2 separate regions of the Canis lupus genome follow, and region 2 is linked to region 1. A link is a contact called in public Hi-C data. All regions are on one chromosome and are shown on one strand. The core of a region is the stretch at or near the end of the contact, and the rest is flanking DNA. Distances in the headings are between cores, read along the strand shown.

The links. A called contact is a pair of places that touch in the nucleus more often than the background predicts.
Region 2: a contact with region 1 is called in a Hi-C map of blood, with 2.2 times the contacts expected there. The contact joins the promoter of ZNF131 here to the promoter of TMEM267 in region 1. A contact is called at or near these places in 2 of 9 Hi-C or Micro-C datasets (amygdala and blood).

The regions. Positions count from the first base shown.
Region 1 is chr4:67,443,954-67,448,544 of UU_Cfam_GSD_1.0, reverse strand. TMEM267 (transmembrane protein 267) reads right to left here and starts at 1,444. Exons shown (of 4, transcript XM_038535168.1): 1 at 1,311-1,444. It overlaps C4H5orf34, which reads right to left. Exons shown (of 14, transcript XR_005358500.1): 13 at 3,832-4,079; 14 at 1,861-2,377.
Region 2 is chr4:67,685,600-67,690,101 of UU_Cfam_GSD_1.0, reverse strand. It overlaps ZNF131 (zinc finger protein 131), which reads left to right and starts at 2,921. Exons shown (of 7, transcript XM_038535192.1): 1 at 2,921-3,042; 2 at 3,965-4,103. The coding sequence starts at 3,980.

The DNA.
Region 1 (4,591 bases), core at 195-2,694:
TTAATTCCACAAACATAATTAGCCAGTTACTTTAATTACACACTACTGTGCAGTTTGTTACTAATCTCAGACAAATCTTTCTGCCAAAACAACGAACAAATTCTCAACGTAAATAGCATCTGCTTCACTCTCCCTTCACACAAATATTTACAAAGACCTGAGGTAAAGGCAGCCCATAATCTGGTAACTACCTTCAGTACAGACTTTACAAACAAGTCTTCTTCAATGTCAGTGCTGTGAAAGTTAATTTATTTTTTAAATTAATTTTTTTTTTTTTTTTTTTTTTTTTTTTACTGTTTCAAATACATTTAATCTCCAAAGAGGCGGTTTCTCAAGCAGGTAGGAAGCTTGATTTTAATTTTTAAAAGTAATCTCAACACCGAAGATGGGGCTGAGGCTGGAACAGACTCCGCCGCCTGAGCCGGCCAGGTGCCCCTAATCTATTTAATTTTTTAATGCTAGAATACCTAAAGCAGATGCTAGATCTTTTTTTTTTTTTTTTTTTAGATGCTAGATCTTAATGCGGCTAATGTGCCAAGGAGAGAAGCACAAACCCTGCTCACTTGCACAGAAACTTTATATAGTCTGAATAGGAGATGTTTAGTTCCTACACCACTAGGAATAAAACATGCGGTTCCGAATTTAGACATCTATCGGGGGCTCAGCAAATTCCCCGAATCATCCCTTCCGAAGGCTGGTGTGATGCAACACGCCGGGCGGGCGGGCCTCGCGTTAGGAACCCAGCCCTCGCCAGCGGCGTAGGGACCCGGCGCACCTGCGCGCTCTCCCGCCCGCGGGGTCCGGGGCGCCGGGGCAAGGCGGCAAGGGGCCAGGGCGCGACCCCCGCCGCCCCGGGCCGGGCCGGGCCGAGCCGAGCCGAGGAGCCCACCGGCGGCCCGGGACCGCCCGCCGAGCACACCCCGCTGGCTCTCGGGGCCCGCGCGCTCGCCGCCCCTCACGCCCTCCCCACTGGGACCTGGAGCCAGCCCGGCTTCCCACCTCGGGGCGCAGCTCCGGGGCGTCCGCTCGGCCCCCCGCCGCCCGGCCGCTCGCCGAGCTCAGCCGCGCCCGCGTCCGGCTCTCCCGGCTGAAGCCCGCGGCGCGCTCGGCGGCCCCGCCCCTCCGCCCCGCCCCCCCGCGGCCGGCACCACAGAGACGCGGGCCGCCGGCCAGAGGGGCTCCAGCCCGGAAGGTCGGCGCAGAGGACGCCGGGATAGTGGCCCCCCTCCTGGCCGACGAGCGCGGGTAGCTCGGTGTTTGGTGGCGCCGGTGCTCTCCTGAGCCTTCCCCGCCGTGCCCCGTTAGGAGACCTTTAGGAAGCGGGGTGGGAAGGCAAGTGCCTCGTCGGCCTCCTCCGTCGAACCTGACGTTGGCGGCGCCGTGTCCCAGCCTCGGCCGCCGACAGACCCGCGACGCACCGCTGCTGGCGGCCGGGAAGCTGGGGACGCCGCAGGGGCGTGCGGGGTGCGGGGTGCGGGGTGCACGGGCCTGCGCGCGGACGCCGAGAGCCGCGGGCCGTCCGGGCCGGGCCGATATCCGGCTTCTGTGCTCGGTCTTTGGGTGGGCTCCGGAGGCGTTCAGGCTGCGGGGGCCGCCTCCCCTCCGCGGCGCTCCGGCGCCCCCTTCGGGACCTGTTGATAATTACTCTTCGCGGCTTAGTGGGCGTGGTGGGGGCCACACGTCCTCGTGGCCGCAGGGACACGGCGGGGTCATCTAATCACGACTGCTAGACGCACGGGAGCTGGCGGGGGGCGGGGGGGACCTGCATAAGTTACCCGGGCTTGACCCTAATTAGCCGGACTCAAGATGCAGCTTTTTTTTTTTTTTTTAAGATTTTATTTATTTATTCAGAGACACAGGCAGAGACACAGGCAGAGGGAGGAGGAGCAGGCTCCACGCAGGGAGCCCGACGCGGGACTCGATCCCGGGTCTCCAGGATCACACCCTGGGCGGAAGGCGCACGCTCCACCGTTGAGCCACCCGGGCGACCTAAGAGGCAGCTGTTCAATGAGACAATGGCCAGGTCCCAGGCTGTCTTCCTGCCTGAGTGGGCACCAGGATGTCTAGCTTGGCATTGGCTCTAGGAAGCACGGGTGCAAAAGAATGGGCTCAAAAGGGGGGCATTGTCTCCTTTTTCCCTACTTACAGTTTCTCAAAACAAGGGGCAGATGGGAAGCAAAGGCAGTAGTGGCACGATATTAATTTTAGTTGTAAGTTTCTGTGGTAAAAAGTGAGGTCTTCAATCTCAAGGGCTAATAACTCGGTCGCGCTCGGTCTCTCCCTCTCGCAGAACCCTAAAGTGTGGCTCCGTGTCTCAGCGATTGGACCGTTCGTTGATTGTCACACTCTTGATTTTTAGCCGGTGACAAAGACTCCACTGGAAGGGAAAATGATACACATTTTAACCCACACAGTGTAAGAGCTAATTAAAAAGAATACATTAACCACAACACGGGGTGCTTTTAATCCTATTAAGGACAGTTTGAATGCAGTAACAATTTCACATTGCCCTTATAGCAGCCCTGGCTGTATAGCACTGTAGGCTTTCTAGAGCTATTGAAGAACAACATGGATGGCTTCCTGCAACCAAAACAACAAAATTGTTACAATTGTTTTCTCTGTAGTCATCCTACAGTCCCACGGCACTGATTCATCTGTACAACACATACTGAATGATCTGTGTGCCAAGCTTAGTGCTTGGTAACGGGTTACAGGATGACTTTATGGAACTCAGGTGCTAGTGGAGGATCTAGACCACAAAGAAAAGTTGGATGGCTGTAGTATGTGCTGTAAAGGAAATAAACAGGGTGATATCATAGAGACTAAGTGGGGGAGGCCCTTCTGAAGAAGTGATAATTTGTGCTGAAGCCTGAAGGTAGCAAGGAGCCAAGTGAGAAGAGCTAACAAGAGAACACTATGCTCATTCAAATCATTGATGTTCTCACTCCTGGTCTATGCTCTGCTTGCTTCATTATTTTTCTGGTTGTTTCCTGTTTTTTTTGTTTTGTTTTGTTTTGTTTTAATGTCAAGAAGCTAGTCTTTTCTAGAAATCAGAAGTTAATTAGAACATTTCTGCTATATTGGTCTAATCTTTAAGTCCCTTTAGATGTATGGTTTTGTGCTTTCTCAATAAACAGCACTAGTAAACCACTTCGGATGAGCTATTTTAGTTTCACATACTTGAGTAGCCTAACTTTTTTTTCAGATCTTCAAAAGAATGAAAGTAATTAATGAAACAATTCAGGTGAAATTTGGTGTTTGCTGAAGCACTCAATTCTTAGCTTGAAACAATATTGCCTATCTCTGTCTCTAAAGATCTAATTCTCAGGGCGCCTGGGTGGTTCAGTTAGGTGCCTTTGGCTTAGGAAATGATCCCAGGGTTCTGGGATTGAGCCCCATGTCCGGCTCCCTGATGCTTTTCCTTCCCCTCCCCACTCATGCTCTCTGTTGCTATCTTTGTCTCTCTCTCTCAAATAAATAAAATCTTTAAAAAAAATAAAGATCTAATTCTCTTCTGGTAGTTCTGTTGAAAAATACTTGGAGAGACCAAATACCAAATGACCAAATGCACACAATTCTGCATATTTAAAAAGGAAAAAAAAAAAAACCTTGAGGTTTAATAGTGAATGCTTCACAACATAAAACAGCAACAACTATAATTTTATATTTTCTCATGAATCTGAAATAAGAAAATTTTAAAATAGTTCTTTATTAAGAATGCACATTATAAATATATATTTTAAGGTTTACAAGATAGGTACCCTCCAAAGTTAAATGTCATTTTTCATACAATCATTGCACAGAAGTAATATATATAATTTCTTGGCTTACTAGTAATTTTATACTAGTCACTTGAAATATCCTTAAGGTTTATAATTCCATTTTTCACTTTTTAGAATTTGATAGAAGATAGTCAATATCCTGAAGGATTTCAGAGGTTTTTTTCAATGCCACTGATACTCTCTTTTCATTAACTTCTTCCAGCAAGGTCTCTGAAGATTTTGGTTCACAATGGTCAGATGACTGTTCATTTTTTTTGTTAGAAATCTGGTTTAGGATACCACTATTTTCCAATAACACTAAGTTGCTTAGTTAAGGAGTTTTTCTCCAAATTTTTCATTATATAGGTACATTTAATTTCAGAAAGCCTGGTCTTCATATTAAAATATTTCTGTTAGGACCATCTCTTGGATTTATAATAGATTTAGTACTTCCTAGACACACAACGTATCAAGACTGAATCTTAGAACAGAAAATCTGTATAGACCAATCACTAAGAAGGAGATTGAATCAGTAATCCAAAATCTCCCAACAAACAAGAGCCTAGGACCAGTTGGTTTCACTAGTGAATTCCACCAAACATTTAAAAAAAATTCTCAAAGTCTTCTAAAAAACAGAAGAGAAGGAAATATGTCCAAACTCATTTTATAAGTCCAGGATTACCCTGAAGACAAAAACCTGACAAAAACACTACAAGAAAAAAATTACAGCAGTACCTGGCTGGCTCAGTTGGAGGAGTGTATATTCTTGATCCTGGGGTCATGGATTCAAGCCCCACGTTGGGTGTAGAGATTACTTTAAAAAAAAAAAA
Region 2 (4,502 bases), core at 1,672-4,171, 240 kb before region 1:
CTGAAAGGGAAAAAAATCTACAGCCAAGAATGCTCAATCCAGCAAGGCTATCATTCAGAATGGGAGAGATAAAGAGTTTCTCAGACAAACAAAAACTAAAGGAGCTCATGAACCCTAAACTAGCTCTATAAGAAATATTAAAGGGTACTCTGTGTATGGAAAGGAAAGATGGTGAGAGCATGAAAAGAAGGAAACACAAAAACAGTAATAAAAAAAAAAAAAAAAAAAAGCATTTCTGGGACACCTGGGTGGCTCAGTGGTTGAGCATCTGCCTTCAGCTCAGGCCATGATCCCTGGGTCCTGGGATGGAGTCCTGGATCAAGCTGCCCGCAGGGAGCCTGTTTCTCCCTCTGCCTATGTCTCTGCCTCTTTCTATGTGTCTCTCATGAATAAATAAATAAAATCTTTAAAAAAATTATTATTTCTGTAAAGCACCAGTCAAGGATTCATAAAATAAAAGGGTGTAAAATATGGTAACAAATACCTAAAACTTCAGGGGGAGAAAGGAGGAAAAATGTGTTCAACCTTAAGCGACCATCAACTTAACAGAGACTATTATATGCAGATGTTATATACAAACCTAATGGTAACCACAAATCAAAAACCACTAATAGATCTGCAAAGAATAAAGAGAAAGGAATCAAAGTATATCACTAAAGAAAATCAGCAAACTATAAAAGAAAGAGAAGGATCAAAAAAACACTATAAAAATAAGTAACAGAACAGCAACAAATACATATCTAGCACTAAGTACTTTGACTGTAAATGTACTAAGTATTCCAATCAAAACACATAAGGTGACAGAGTGGGTAAAATAAGACCTACCTATATGCTGCCTTTAAGAATCTCATTTCAGACCTAAAGACACTTGCAGACTAAAAGTGAGGGGGATGGAGAAACATTTATCATGCACACAGATGTCAAAAGAAAGCCAGACTAGCAATAGTTAAACAAAATAGAGTTTATTTTTTTAAAAATATTTTATTTATTTATTTATTTATTTATTTATTTATTTATTTATTCATGAGAGAGAGAGAGAGAGAGGCAGAGACACAGGCCAAGGGAGAAGCAGGCTCCATGCAGGGAGCCCAACGTGGGACTCGATTCAGGGACTCCAGGATCATGCCCTGGGCCGAAGGTGGCACCAAACCGCTGAGCCACCCGGGCTGCCCACAAAATATACTTTAAAACAAAGACTAGGGGATCCCTGGGTGGCGCAGTGGTTTAGCGCCTGCCTTTGGCCCAGGGCGTGATCCTGGAGACCCGGGATCGAATCCCACGTCGGGCTCCCGGTGCATGGAGCCTGCTTCTCCCTCTGCCTATGTCTCTGCCTCTCTTTCTCTGTGTGTGACTATCATAAATAAATAAAAAATTTTAAAAAATCTACATATTCTCCTCTACCAGATGACTATAATTGCAAAGTAGAGCTTGCTTTGACATCTGATGGCAGGACGATAGTATGCTACCACTCTTCTGTGGACATTCCATATGAGCATACAAAACCTATCCCTCGGCCAGATCCTGTGCATAATAATGAAGAAACATATGACCAAGTGCCGAAAACCAGACTAGAAGAAAAAAATGAACACTTTGAGTAAGGACTCATGATAGAACCACCTAGCAAAATGTTCTTTACTACTAAGCACCGTTGGTATCCTCGTGGATGTTTCATAGACGTCGTAGGAAACTGAATCCTCCAAAAGACAGATGATACTGAGGTTTTCAGGAATCAAAAAGATGTTATCTTGTGTCTCATTTGCCATTTGAGAAACGCAATGGTGTGTATTCACTAATATGTTATATAGGAAAATAATAATAAAATGTCTTTTCGTATGTTAAAAAAATAAAATAAAATAAAAAGTAAATCTTGGGCAGCCTGGGTGGCTCAGCGGTTTAGCGCCTACCTTCATCCCAGGGCGTGACCCTGGAGACCCCAGATGACTGGCATGTCGGGCTCCCTGCATGGAGCCTGCTTCTCCCTCCGCCTGTGCCTCTGCCTCTCTCTCTCTGTTTCATCTCTGTGTATTCTCATGAATAAATAATAAAATCTTTAAAAAAAAAATAAAGAGTAAGTCTTAAATTGTTACTATCCTGCTCAACCTTCAAGGTTTCCCATTTGCGATTGTAAGAAAACCTATCACCTTTAGCACTGTTTACAAGGCCCCTGTGGGTCTGTCCCACCAAACTTCCTTTAGTTCCCGAAATGCTATGATCTCGGGGCCTCTGGATGCGCTCGCTGTCCACCTGCTGACGGACACCCACAGACACTGGCTTTCCTGGCCGCTCCCCACCCCCACCCCATTACCTTGTTCTTCACATCTCATAACACCCAGAAATGCACCCAGATAATTAACTGTCCAAAAATACCTATCAGACTAAGTTTAGGAAGGCAGAAAACACATTCGCCTTGCTCACCAGTGCCCACCCCGGCGCTGGCGCCCTAGAAATGCCTGTTGAGATAATGATGCCACTCACCCTTGCATACAGACTGCTATTTTGGGTCTTTCCCTGACCCCCACTCTATTTTCTTGTGAGAAAAAAAAAGTAAATCTCCACTCGTGATCTTCCAAAGCATCCCCCCCCCCCCCCCAGGTGAACGGGTGAATGACCCAGCCAAGCGACCAAGGACGCCGCGTAAGTCCCCGGCCTCCTCCGGCGCGGGGGTTGGGGAGCGGAGCGGCAGCAAGAGCGCCGCGCTCGTCCAGGATCGTCGAGGAGCGGAGCCAGGTCGCGAGCCCCGCGAGCACGTGCCGCCCGCCGAGCGCCGGGAGGAAGGTCCCAGGGGCCGGAACGTGCTCGCGCCCGGGGCCGCCGCCGCCGCCGCCGCCGCCGTCGCCGCGACGCGACTGCCCGGGGCGCGGGGCGAGCGCACGTGCGCCGGGGGACCCAGCGGAGGCCGCGTCCGGCGCTCCCGGGGAGATGGAGGGCGAGGCGCTGGGCAGCGGGGGCGCGCTGCGTGGGCCGAGCCTCGCCCCGCGAGGGGAGAGCGAGGACCGAGACGCCGCGAGGGCCCGCCGGCAGCGGGCGAGGACCACGAGCTAGGTGAGGCGGGCCGACCCGGGCTCGGGAGGGAAGGGGGCGGGGCGGGGCGGCGGGCGCCGCGGATAAAAGCGCCCTGGGAGCGCGCGGCGAGCTCACTCTCCCGAGGTCGGGGGCGGCGGCGCGCGCGCACCTGAGCTCCGGCGGGGGGCGGAAGGGCGGCGACTTAGGATCCCCGCCCCGGGCTCGGCCTGGCCCGCGGCTGGCCCAGCCCCACCGCCGCCGGACTTCCTCGTTTCGGCGGTCGCGGCCTGGCGCTCGCCGAGCTTCGATCCTCCGGGTCGACTCCGCCCCCACCGGCCGGGGCGCGGCCCGTTCCCTCAGTGGTCGGCGTTGGGTCGGCGTCCGCGTCAGCCGGAGCCCAGCGCGGTGACGCAGCACGTCGACGTAAGTGACGCGCAGGCCCGGGCCGCTCCTCCTTCCCTGAGTGAGTGCCGGCCCGGTCGGGGCGGGGGAGAAGCGGGAGGGCGGGGGAGGGAGAGGCGACCCGGGAGTCGTTGTGGGCCGCGGGCCGGACCGGGTCCCGGGGCGGCGGGAGCCAGGGCCGGGCAGAAGGGCCTGGCGGGCCGTTGGGGGGCCGCCACGACTGTCGGGTCCCTTCCGCTGCCGGACCTGCGCGCCCCGGCGCCCGGAGCCTCCGGCGCTCTGCCCACCCCGCTGCAGCTCGCGTCTCCCGACTCCAATTAGGTCAGGCTCGGAGTCCCGCGGCCGCGGCTCCGGCCCCCAACGCGCGGCGGCCACCCGGCTCGCCTTTCTTTCTTCCCTCGCCTTCCTCTCCTCTTGCCTCACCCTCCCCCCTTCTTTTCACGTAGCTGGGGTTTTGGGTTTTTTTTTTTTTGTTGTTGTTGTTGTTATTTTATGCTTAAGGGGTTTTGTACCTCAGCCCGAGCTCATGGGTGTACGTTATCATGCTCCTCTTTTGTAGAGCAACCCGACGGCCATGGAGGCCGAAGAGACGATGGAATGCCTTCAGGAGTTCCCGGAACATCATAAAATGATCCTGGACCGATTGAATGAACAGCGGGAGCAGGATCGGTTTACTGACATCACCCTGATTGTCGACGGTGGGTACGGTGGTGGGCAGAGCATCGAATTTGTGGCTTCCGTTCTTATCTCCCCTTCCCCCACCCGCTTTTTCTACCCACCTTCCATGGCTAGTGCCTGTCGAGTGTGCGCTGGGACCCGGGGGTGGAGTGGGGTGCGGAACTTGTCAGTGTCCACTCGGACCGTGTTGCAGAAGGCTAGGTGGCTAGTCATGCTTTCAACGTAATCATCGCATCTTAACTTTTTGCAGCCTTTTTGAAGTTTTCCTGTTGCACACTTGAGAGCAAGATAATAGCGTTGGAGAGAGGGAAGCTCTCTCTAAATGTTTAGTTAATAGCCTTCTATTCATCAGCTGCTTTGAGGAGCCTTTTACAGCAATCATGTGGGAAATGTGGATTCTTTTTCTCGTTTCCCAGATG